Linked DNA regions of Mus musculus: region 1 is linked to region 2. Evidence: chromatin contacts called from public promoter capture Hi-C data. All regions are on one chromosome and are shown on one strand. The core of a region is the stretch at or near the end of the contact, and the rest is flanking DNA. Distances in the headings are between cores, read along the strand shown. Region 1 overlaps Bmf (BCL2 modifying factor). Region 2 overlaps Eif2ak4 (eukaryotic translation initiation factor 2 alpha kinase 4).

Region 1 (5,046 bases), core at 2,156-4,655, 130 kb after region 2:
CTTGTCTGGGAGAGGCCAAAGAGTAAAAAGAGAAAGAAGAGAGGGAAGGGGAAGGAGAGAAAAGGAGCCGGTGGTATCTGACACAGCTAGGTTATACAAATCAAACTCTGTTTGGTCCCTCAGGGCCTGTGCATTAAGCACAAAGCATGCCACCCCACCCCCACCCCCACCCCCGCCCTCCCTGGATAAGAATCTCCCTTTGCTTCTCCCTTCCAGATTCAATTCCTGCCCTCTGGGAGCTTCATGTGTCACCAGCGTTCCAGAAACCCCTGTGGCTAAGTCACCCAAAGAATGAGAAAAAGAGGTTTCCAAAAGATCTAACACTTGAAAAGCAAATTTACCAAACAGCAATTTGTACCTTGTCAGACTCAGGGTTTTCGTATCTCTTCACTGGGTCATAGGACAGACAGGTATTACCAACCCTGTTTTACTGATGGGGAAGCAGGGTCTCAAAAAAAAAAAAATTGGGGCTGTAGAGATGGCTCAGTGGTTAAGAGCACTGACTGTACTTCCAGAGGTCCTGAGTTCAATTCCCAGCAACCACATGGTGGCTCACAGCCATCTGTAATGGGATCTGACGCCCTCTTCGGGTGTGTCTGAAGACAGGGACAGTGTACTCATTATATATATATATATATATATATATATATATATATATATACACCAAATAAATCCTAAGCAAGTTTGATGAGTCACTCAAGACCCTGACCCTGACTTCTGGACCCCAAGCTATTCTTTTTAAAAATGAAGGCAGGACAGACAGGAAGGAGGGAGGAAGAAAGGGAACCCTGGAGAGGTTAATAGCACTTGCTATTCTTATAGAGGACCTAGGTTCAATTCCCAGCACCTACACGATGGCTCATAACCAGCTCCAGTGGTGCTGCTGCCCTCTTCTGTCCTGGGAGGGCAGCAGGTATCTGCACACACCTGCTGCATAGACATTACCTCCAGGCAAAACACCTACACAGGTTGATGTAAGAAAATTATTTATTTACAGTGCAGTGCTAGGGATCGACCTAGGGCCTTGGGCAGGCTAGGCAAGTAAGTACTCTACCTCTGAGCGGTCTCTCTGATCCTATACAGCTTTTCTTTCCTAAATGTATTGCGGTGTCAGTCGGGCATGGTGGTGCACACCTTTAGTCCCAGCACTCAAGAGGCCGAGGCAGGCAGATCACTGAGTACAGGGCCAGCCTACTCTACAGAGCTAGTTCCATGATAACCTGGGCTACACAGGGAAACCCTGTCTTTAAAAAAAAAACCCTCAGTGTTTACTCTAACATTATGCAAATAGAACTGCTTCCCTATTACACGTAAAGGCATTGTTTCCAGATTGTTAACTATTCAGAAAGGCTGATGTGGACCACAAAAAAAAAAAAAAAAGAAAGAAAGAAACCTTTTAGAGAAAGAGTTAATGAAAGATCAAGTAGAACTAAAGACTGGTCTGAAATTAGAACCTCAGAGCATGGTTTGAAACCACTTCATTTACTTCAAAATACAGAATTGCACGGTCTACAGAATTGCCTCAGAGGGATCTGCACACTGCCCCTCGCAGTCTCCCGTCACACTGTCAAACTACCCAGGCCAAGGCTGAAGGAAAGAGCCTGTGGCTGAGAGCAGGGACAGTGATAACGCAACCTTAGGAAATTTCCACTCTCCGGAGCTTGGGAAGATGCTTTTTGCTGAAGCCACTGAGGAGCTACGGAGCGCAGGCAGCTCAGAGTTACAGGACACAAAGGCTGTTAAGATATAACCTCCTTCTCAGCGATTTCACAATCTAACAAAGAAGAAATTAAGAGACCAGGATTAAGTATCAGTCAGATTGGTTAAGGCGGAAAATGACAGCTCCATCATCATATCCTTGCCTTTGGGCGTGTGTTTGCGCACAAACAGAGATGGGGAGGTAGCTGGGTGTGGTGGCACACGCCTTTAATCCCAGCACTCGGGAGACAGAGGCAGGCGGATTTCTGAGTTCAAGGCCAGCCTGGTCTACAAAGTGAGTTCCAGGACAGCCAGGGGTACACAGAGAAACCCTGTCTCGAAAAACCAAAAAAAAAAAAAAAAAAATCTTAAGAGATGGGGAGGTAGAAATGTCATTGTTTTAGAATCAGAGTCCTCACAGCCCTGAGTTCACCACTTACAGAGTAACTTGGGCATGCTGCTTTGCCTCTGTGAGCCTGTTTTCTATGGAATAGGAACAATGGGACTGGACATTCAAGGCCACTCGGCTCATTACGTGAGGAACTATACATTTGTCCCTGGGCCTCGTGGCAGCAGTAAGCAGCAGACACATTCTGCTCTCAAGCCTGCCCCTGCCCCCAGCAAGCACCACCTCCCGCACGGACTTATGCAGTCTTTGGGACGGACCAGCCTTCCTATTTTGAGACTGGTCCCAGTAGTCAGAGGCAGCTGAGCTCAGGTTTCAAGGCTTTCAAACTAACTTGGGGTCTGACACCCAGAGGGTCATCCAGGGACCCAGTGAGCCGCTGCCCAGACACTCCATGATTAGCAACATAGCAAAAGGAAAAAGGAAAAGAATACTTTCCAAGGGTTTTCTCAGCACAGGCAACAGTACTAACAGGATCCGAGCGCTGCCAAAGCAAAGGCCGTCACTTCTCCAAGGAAGGAAGGACAGCCTAGAACTGCCACTTTTTGGCTGGAGGTGACAGGGCTTCCTGACACAACTGGAAGTCACTGGATCTGGCCACTGGGGGACAAGTGGCAAGGCAGGAGACAGTGCCTTGGAACACTGCCTCCATAACCAGGAAGTAGAAACCCCTGACACCTTACCCAACTCCCTCAGGGTGTTTCAGTTTCCCTGTCTCAGAGCAGCTACGGGAAGACCACTGGGCAAGTTCTGAAGAGCTCTGGAGGGAAGTGTCTCAGTTAATGAGGAGGGAGGGAGAGAGGGAGGAGAGCAGGAGGGGTGGGCCTGTTGCAAGACTATACTGCTATGGAGAATGAACCCCCAGACTCACTCGCAACTTGGGGCCTTGGCAGCTGACTGTTTTTTTCTCTGTGGGGTCAGTCTGCTGGCCAGGACAGGGTAGACTGGGCAATGATAAAGGTTGGAACCCTTCTCTCAGCACACAGGAGACTGTTCTTGCTTTGGTCATGGAATGTGCCCTCTTGGCTTGCCAGGCATGGATCAAAAGGCAAACCAGCCACTTTTCTTTATTCTTTCTTTGTGCTTCCTCCAATCCCGTCTTCCCACCTCCCCCAACCCTGAAAACACACTAACGCTAACTCCCATCCCCATGGCCTGTCTTGGTGGGCAGAGAGGAATGAACTGCCTGGAACTAGAAGGCCTTCTCTTGGAAGAAAGAGCAATCAGGTGCAGAGTGTGTGGGGAACTCGGCCTCCAGTCTGCCGCACTGATGACTCAGAAGCTAAATATAGCGAGTGATATAAACAGAGCCAGCCACAGAGCAAACACAGGGCCCCCAAGCCCCAGCACAGACTCTCACGAACCCTGAGCTTCCAGAGACCCCTCCCCCAGGCCCCCTTCTCCCCCAGCATTGTCCTGCATAGGCCTCCTACTCCTGGGACAGAAGATGGCTTCCCAGGGGGGGGCACCTCTCACTGGAGGACAAACCTCTGGGGTCCCTGCACCAGGCTGTTCTCTCTAGAGCCAGAGTGGCCTCATCAGCCATGGTCTCTGCTCCAGAAAACTACTGACCAACTTGGAGTAGTTTTGTTGGTCAGGAAGCAGTCAGGGACTCCCAGAATAAAAAATGTAGGATGTTGGGTAGAAAGGCTGCTAAAAGCCGGGCGTGGTGGCGCACGCCTTTAATCCTAGCACTCGGGAGGCAGAGGCAGGCGGATTTCTGAGTTCAAGGCCAGCCTGGTCTACAAAGTGAGTTCCAGGACAGCCAGGGCTAGACAGAGAAACCCTGTCTCAAAAAAAAAAAACCAAAAACAAAAAAACAAACAAACAAAACCAAAAAGCAAAATTAAAAAAAAAAAGAAAGAAAGGCTGCTAGGTGATGAACCAATCTGGATACAACTTCCAAAAGAGCTCCCCAGGAATTATCAAGTCAAGTCCAGGCAAAATCCCTAATTCATCGAGTATGTGTGTACACACTAGGCAAACTTCCTACCACTGATCTATACATCCTTGCTTACTTTTTGAGACAGTCTTATTAAGTTGCCCAGGTGGTCCTTGAACTTGCATCCTTCCTTCCTTGCATGTGTTCAAAGCTCCAAGCTACTGCAGTCTCGGTTTTGTTTTTTGCAGTTCTGGGCATCAAAGCCAGGGTCTCCAGAATGCTAGGCAAGTGTCTAATTCCGACCTGAGCTACAAGCCCAGGCCAATAGTGCTCTGTATTACAATTCCCAAAGGCCTTTCCAGCTTGCCTGCCAGGTTAGCACTGGAACCTGAGGCTGGATGCGTACAATGATTTGCCCACAAACAGAGCTTGTGTAAGTGGCAGGGAAGACATTCTTCCCAGATCTGCTGTTTGAAAGTCCACCATCCTCCCTTTGATAGTATAAATGAAGATGGTTTCAAACAAAGAGCGGAACATGTCCTCTCATTTCCAAAATGTCTAATTACTATTTAGAGAATTTCTAAATCTGTTTTTATGAATGGAGACATTCTTGGTCTCCATTCCAAGTGAGGAGGAAAAAAAAAGTGCAACATAAAGAACTCTAACCCTCTTGCTCACTTACTCAGTGGCCCACAGCAGCTACAGTCTGAAAATATCCCATCAGACTTGGCCACAGTGGACTTTTCCATAGGGAAGGAAACAAGTTTCTGACTCTCCCTAGGCCTGCACTGGCTGGAGGGACCACTCACAGAGAACAGAGAGGCACAGAGGCTCAGACATCCTGACCAGGGCAGCTGTGAGTTTGTCAGGAATCTGATCCTCCCTCCTCAGCAGAGAAACGGAAGGGGTCACTCTCTCAGAACCCATCACTGTCATCGGAAGGTCAATGTCACTGAGGTATCAGACATCCCTGCTGTATGTAGCCTGCCAGCCGAGAGGAAGGACAGAGCCTCTCCCTGGCCCTGCAGAGAGGTGGATACACATGCAAGCTTGAAAAGGT
Region 2 (5,018 bases), core at 257-2,756:
TCTGAGGCCAGCCCTGGATGGACAGGAGAGAAGCACTCAGGAAGACTCACTTTGGAATATGCTTGCTTTTATGCAGTCCTACAAATTGTATCAGACTTCACTTGCTCAGAAAGTGCTAATAAGTTAAATCAATGAGAACAAAACCTTGACAGTTGTGGTCTTGCCTGGTTCTGGTTTAGAAATGGTCTCTGGGAGTGGTGGGAACATCTTGCTTTACCCAATGTTATTTTAGCCCTTGCTTAGCCTCTAGACTGACATTACTCAACCCTAGGTCAAGATATATTTAGTAAACACCACCGCTTCTGGTATAATAAAAAAGTATATCACCTCTACCGAGCGAAGGCTGCACTTTCTTAGCACATACTTCTGGGAAGGCCAACTGTGAACAGACTCACAGCTTCTCGAGGAAAGCGTCATCAATGCTCAGGCCCCTTAGAAGCAGCATGAAAGAGTAAGATGTTTAAATGCTCTCTGGTAACTGTGGGGGAAAGCGCCTCGGTCCACATTCTTCACTGACAGAAGCAGCTTGGCTATGGTACCCTGGGCTGGATGCCAGTCAGTGTGGTCTCAGAACCCCTGAACTATTGATTGCCACCCTACTGTGGCTTCTGGCTTAGCCCAGAGGCTAGAAAGGTGACTTTCTCTGTTCCCCTATGGATGTTTGAGGTTGCCTTCCCTTCCTGGCTCTGTCTGGCTGATTCCTTACATATTGACCAGCCTCTTGCTTGTTCATTGCCAGAAGGGAGGGAAGGAGAGGTCTATAGACTTGCTTCTGGGCCTCTGATCAGTGTGCTATCTGGACAAGTGACAGCACTGATTGATGCTCATGGGACCGTTCTGTCCAACCGTCAAGTAAACAGGCTCTCTACTTGGCAAGGTAGCCACTCCCTTTCTACAGTTGTACATAGTTTTCAGCTTTATTTATACAGATGATTAGATGTTAGGAAAATGACAGTATATTTGAGTAGATCTTACCCACACACACATACACACATACACAAGAAGAGACACTTTTTATTTATCTCAGCAGCGATGTATCTTGATCACAGACTCAGTGAGCCCTCTAAGCGCTTTTTCTACTGTGACTGTGTCATATACCTAATTCCAAAGATGTCAGAGCAAAGTGACAAAATGCTGGCACGGCAGGTGAGTCTGGCTGCCTGCTCATCGTGTTGCCGGGTGGCAGTCCCTCTCCAGGCCCTGCCCCTTGCCATCAACTGATCATTTGTGGTTGTTTTGTTTACATGTGTAGGTGATGATATTTGAACTGGCACACCATGTGCAGTCGTTTCTCAGCGAGCATAACAAGCCCCCACCAAAGTCTTTCCATGAAGAAATGCTGGAAAGGCAGGCTCAGGAGAAGCAGCAGAGGTTGCTGGAGGCCAGGCGGAAGGAGGAGCAGGAGGTGAGAACCAGCTGTTAGTGCTGGCCCCAGCCTGGAGGCCTCCATGTGTCTATTCCCACTCTCACTATGAGTATGTCTGTGAGTCTTACTCATCACTTCATTCAGGAAATGTGCATTCATGTGAGAGAAATCACTACAAGTCACTGAGCAACACTACCCAGCTCTCTCCCTGCAGCCATCACTGGCTTGGAGCCCTTCTCTAAGTGGCTCATATGACTGGACTTCCTGTGTCGCTAAGCCTGCCAACCTGTACAGGAGTTCACTGAATCTGGAGGCTTTTTCCTCCTGACTGACAGATGTGGCTGATGCCCAGTGGGTAGAAGAGCCAGGAGTTAAACTTACTTTCATGGTCACTAAACAGCTCTATTCTTCTGTTAACTTCTCCTGAGCAGGAACTGCTTCCTGACTTTTAAAAATCCTTTAAGATGTTTTATACCCTGGGTTTCCTTCTTGATTTTTAACTTAAAATTGTTTTCTTTTTAGCCCCTTGATCAACTTAGTAAGTACTTATGTGGGTGCAGGTTAAAAAAGAAAGAAAGAAAGAAAGAAAGAAAGAAAGAAAGAAAGAAAGGAAGGAAGGAAGGAAGGAAGGAAGGAAGGAAGGAAGGAAGGAAGGAAGGAAGGAAGGAAGGAAGAAAGAAAGAAAGAAAGAAAGAAAGAAAGAAAGAAAAGAAAGAGGTGTTTCCCTAACACATTCCACAGCCATTCCTCATTCAGTGATCTGTAGGATTCCTCTAAAACAGTAGTTCTCAAGTTTCCTAATGCTACAACCCTTCAATACATTCCTCATATTTTGGTGACCCCCCATCATTAAATTTTGTTGCTGTTTTATAACTGTAATTTTGCAGCTGTTATGAATCATGATGTGGATATCTGATTTGCACACCCAAGTTGAGAACCACTGTTTTGAAGTGTGTCTTAATTGCTTACCTATGCTAGAATCTATGGGGAAATTTAAGTTCATTTTCTTGAGTATTCACATGCTCTGATTTTTTTTAATCTTTGCATGTTTTTAATATTTCACAGGCCAACCTACCCTTCCCCGCCCCCTCATCTTCCATTATTTTTTCTTCCATTCTGTTGCTCTTCATTTTCTTCCCCAGCTTCCTCTCCTCTCCCTCTCTTACCTTGGTTCTTTTTCCCGAGGCAGGGTCTTACTGTGTATCCCAGTGTGGGTATCACAGACATGTGCCATGTACCAAGTGTCACAGGTGAACTATGGAATTGTCCCTTCAGATTCTACAAAACGGATAAGCCTCCTGAGATTTTTGACTGATTAGAGCAAATTTGCATATTCTTTGGGGAAGAATTGGTATCTTATCCATACTAAACTCCCATCTAGGACTGGGTTTATGTTTATTTCTTGGTATGAAAGTCTGGTTTTCTTTCTTGCTATAGATATTACTACTCATACTTCAAGACTTGGATTTTCTCCCACTTTCTTTAATGGTAATATGTCTCCTAGTGGCATTTTATGCATACACATGACATACTTTGATCACATTCACCATGCTGCTATCCTTTCTCGTCCCTCTCCTTCTCCATCCTCTGGCACCTTTCCTCTTTCCAAATAGCCCCTTCCTGCTTTTAGGTGCTTACGTCTGGTTCTTGTTTCTGCCTCATTTTGTCCACCCTATGCTATACTAACATCCTCTGTGTGTTTTCTATAGCATGTTGTTGTTCTTGACAGGGCAAACATTCTCCATCCCTCATATTCCATTGAGATGGATCTTACCCATATTGCTTGGCTCCTATTAAACCATGTCAAGTCCCCAGTTAGAGTGCATAGTTGCTCAGTATTAGATGTTAGTGGGCCTTTAACTCACAGTCTTTTTTGGTATACTGCTGTAACTACCTGTAAATTTAGATTATGTTTTTTTGCATTTTATTGCTATTTACATTTCTGATGACTTAATACTCTTGATAAAATTTACAGTTGTAGGGAACTAAGAACAATTGACGAAGATCAAAATAACTTAATACTCAAAAGGATGATGTGAGAAGGCATATTAAGGTCATGGTGGGCTGATGTGATACCTGGGCCTTTGCCACCCTAGGCCCAGGCTCTGAGAACGTCCAACTCCACCACACCTGTATAAGTTCATGGAAGACAACAGCCCCTGCACCCAGCCTCTGCACATGGGCAGATGTTGAAGCTAGAAGAGTGAAAAGGAAGACAAACCCAGTACCTCACAGGGAAGCCTGCTGCTCAGAGACACTGGCAGCAGACATGAGCGTGGCTACTCCAAGTTTTCATGTGTAGATCTCAGGAAATGAGGGCCCTGGCATGGAAATTGAAAAGCTATGTGAGTCCAGAATGGACCTGCTGGGTGCCTTCTTATATAGATTGGTGTCTGACCTGGTCTGATTTATTTCAGCAACGTGAAATCCTCCACGAGATTCAGAGAAGGAAAGAGGAGATCAAGGAAGAGAAGAAAAGGAAGGAAATGGCTAAGCAGGTGCCGTCCATTCTGTACCAAAGGATCTACGTGTCCTCTTGTAAAAGCCCTAATGTCCACAGGAGACATCTTTCCCTCTCATGTGCTAAAGCTAAAGCTCCGGCCTTTCATTTATTACGTTTGGGGTCTGTTTCTTTTGTTTTCTGATTTGTGGTAAAAGGGGCTTGAGACAGGGTCTCACTATGTATCCTTTGCTTGCTTTGAATTCATAATATGACATAAGCTAACCGTCTGCTCTTGGAAGTTCTGCCTTAGCCTCCCTCGCTCTCAGAGCGCGAACATAAAGAAGCACTGGGCTCTGCTTATCAAGTATTTTTAGATTTCCAAAACAGGTGACAAAATCCAGCGTTGTCTATTGTCTGTAAATAACTTTGGTTTATATAATTACAGTAATTTATCAAATGAGTCCAAAGGCAGGAGATTGAAATTTTAATTAACCTGGAATAGAACTTTTATTAAACAAACAAAACAGTTTGTTCTTACTGAAGAGCGAATGGGAACCTTACATACCTTCCTAAAACTCGATTTGGTGATAGAAAGAATGATTCGCCATCAAATTAAAGAACAAACTGGATGTGCTGGGGACATTCCTCATTCTTTTCTGGACATTGCTGGCAGGGTCCCACGTGGTACAACCAGAAACAACACCCAAGCAAAGCTTTCATGTTTCTGCTGTCCTGCTGTAGCCTTAGAGGTGACACTCTTCTGTGGCTGTCTTTCCGAATATCAAAACAAAGGGACTGTAGTGCCAGTCTGCCCTGGGTAAAGCTGAATCCAAATCTGACATTTCTGTTGCCTCCACCCTCCCATCTTACCTCTGCACTGCCTCCTGTCAGCCGCTCTTCTCTCCTCAACCACCCAGTCTCTAATCATCTCCAGTCCTGTCTTTTTAACTTTCCAAGCAGATTCTAAGCTCTCGCACATAAAAATCTCATGCTCTTAAAGCTGTGATGTGGACTTCACTTGTTGACCTAGAGTTGGCTTGGGTTGATGCACTCTATTGGATGTGTACACTGCCTTCACGCACACAGGTGGAGGCTGAGGTCGACTGCCTCAATGGTTTGCCACTGTTTCTATCTGTAATTTGTAGTGTGTGGTTTTCATGCTTGCACATCCATGTGCCACAAGTGTGCAATACCTGAGGAGGCCAGAAG

Evidence for each region. Capture Hi-C pulls out chosen DNA fragments and counts their contacts.
Region 1: a contact with region 2 is called in a promoter capture Hi-C map of pancreatic islet. The contact joins two enhancer-like sites. A contact is called at or near these places in 1 of 39 promoter capture datasets (hippocampal neurons), 1 of 484 Hi-C or Micro-C datasets (embryonic fibroblasts), 1 of 115 datasets of contacts at active chromatin or transcription factors (bone marrow-derived macrophages) and 2 of 9 other capture datasets (adipose tissue and pancreatic islet).

Annotation. Positions count from the first base shown.
Region 1 is chr2:118,537,631-118,542,676 of GRCm38.p6, forward strand. All of the region lies in intron 4 of Bmf (BCL2 modifying factor), which reads right to left. Among named protein-coding and RNA genes, the nearest start is that of Bmf, 9.5 kb to the right of the region's middle. Within about 2 kb of position 3,406, at least 251 of the 459 cell types and tissues checked have an H3K27ac peak or open chromatin away from gene starts, as enhancers often do. A contact at or near this core is called in embryonic fibroblasts and pancreatic islet, where this site is marked.
Region 2 is chr2:118,407,100-118,412,117 of GRCm38.p6, forward strand. Eif2ak4 (eukaryotic translation initiation factor 2 alpha kinase 4) reads left to right here. Exons shown (of 39, transcript NM_013719.3): 4 at 1,253-1,405; 5 at 3,784-3,864. Among named protein-coding and RNA genes, the nearest start is that of Eif2ak4, 21 kb to the left of the region's middle. Within about 2 kb of position 1,507, at least 26 of the 459 cell types and tissues checked have an H3K27ac peak or open chromatin away from gene starts, as enhancers often do. A contact at or near this core is called in embryonic fibroblasts and pancreatic islet, where this site is marked.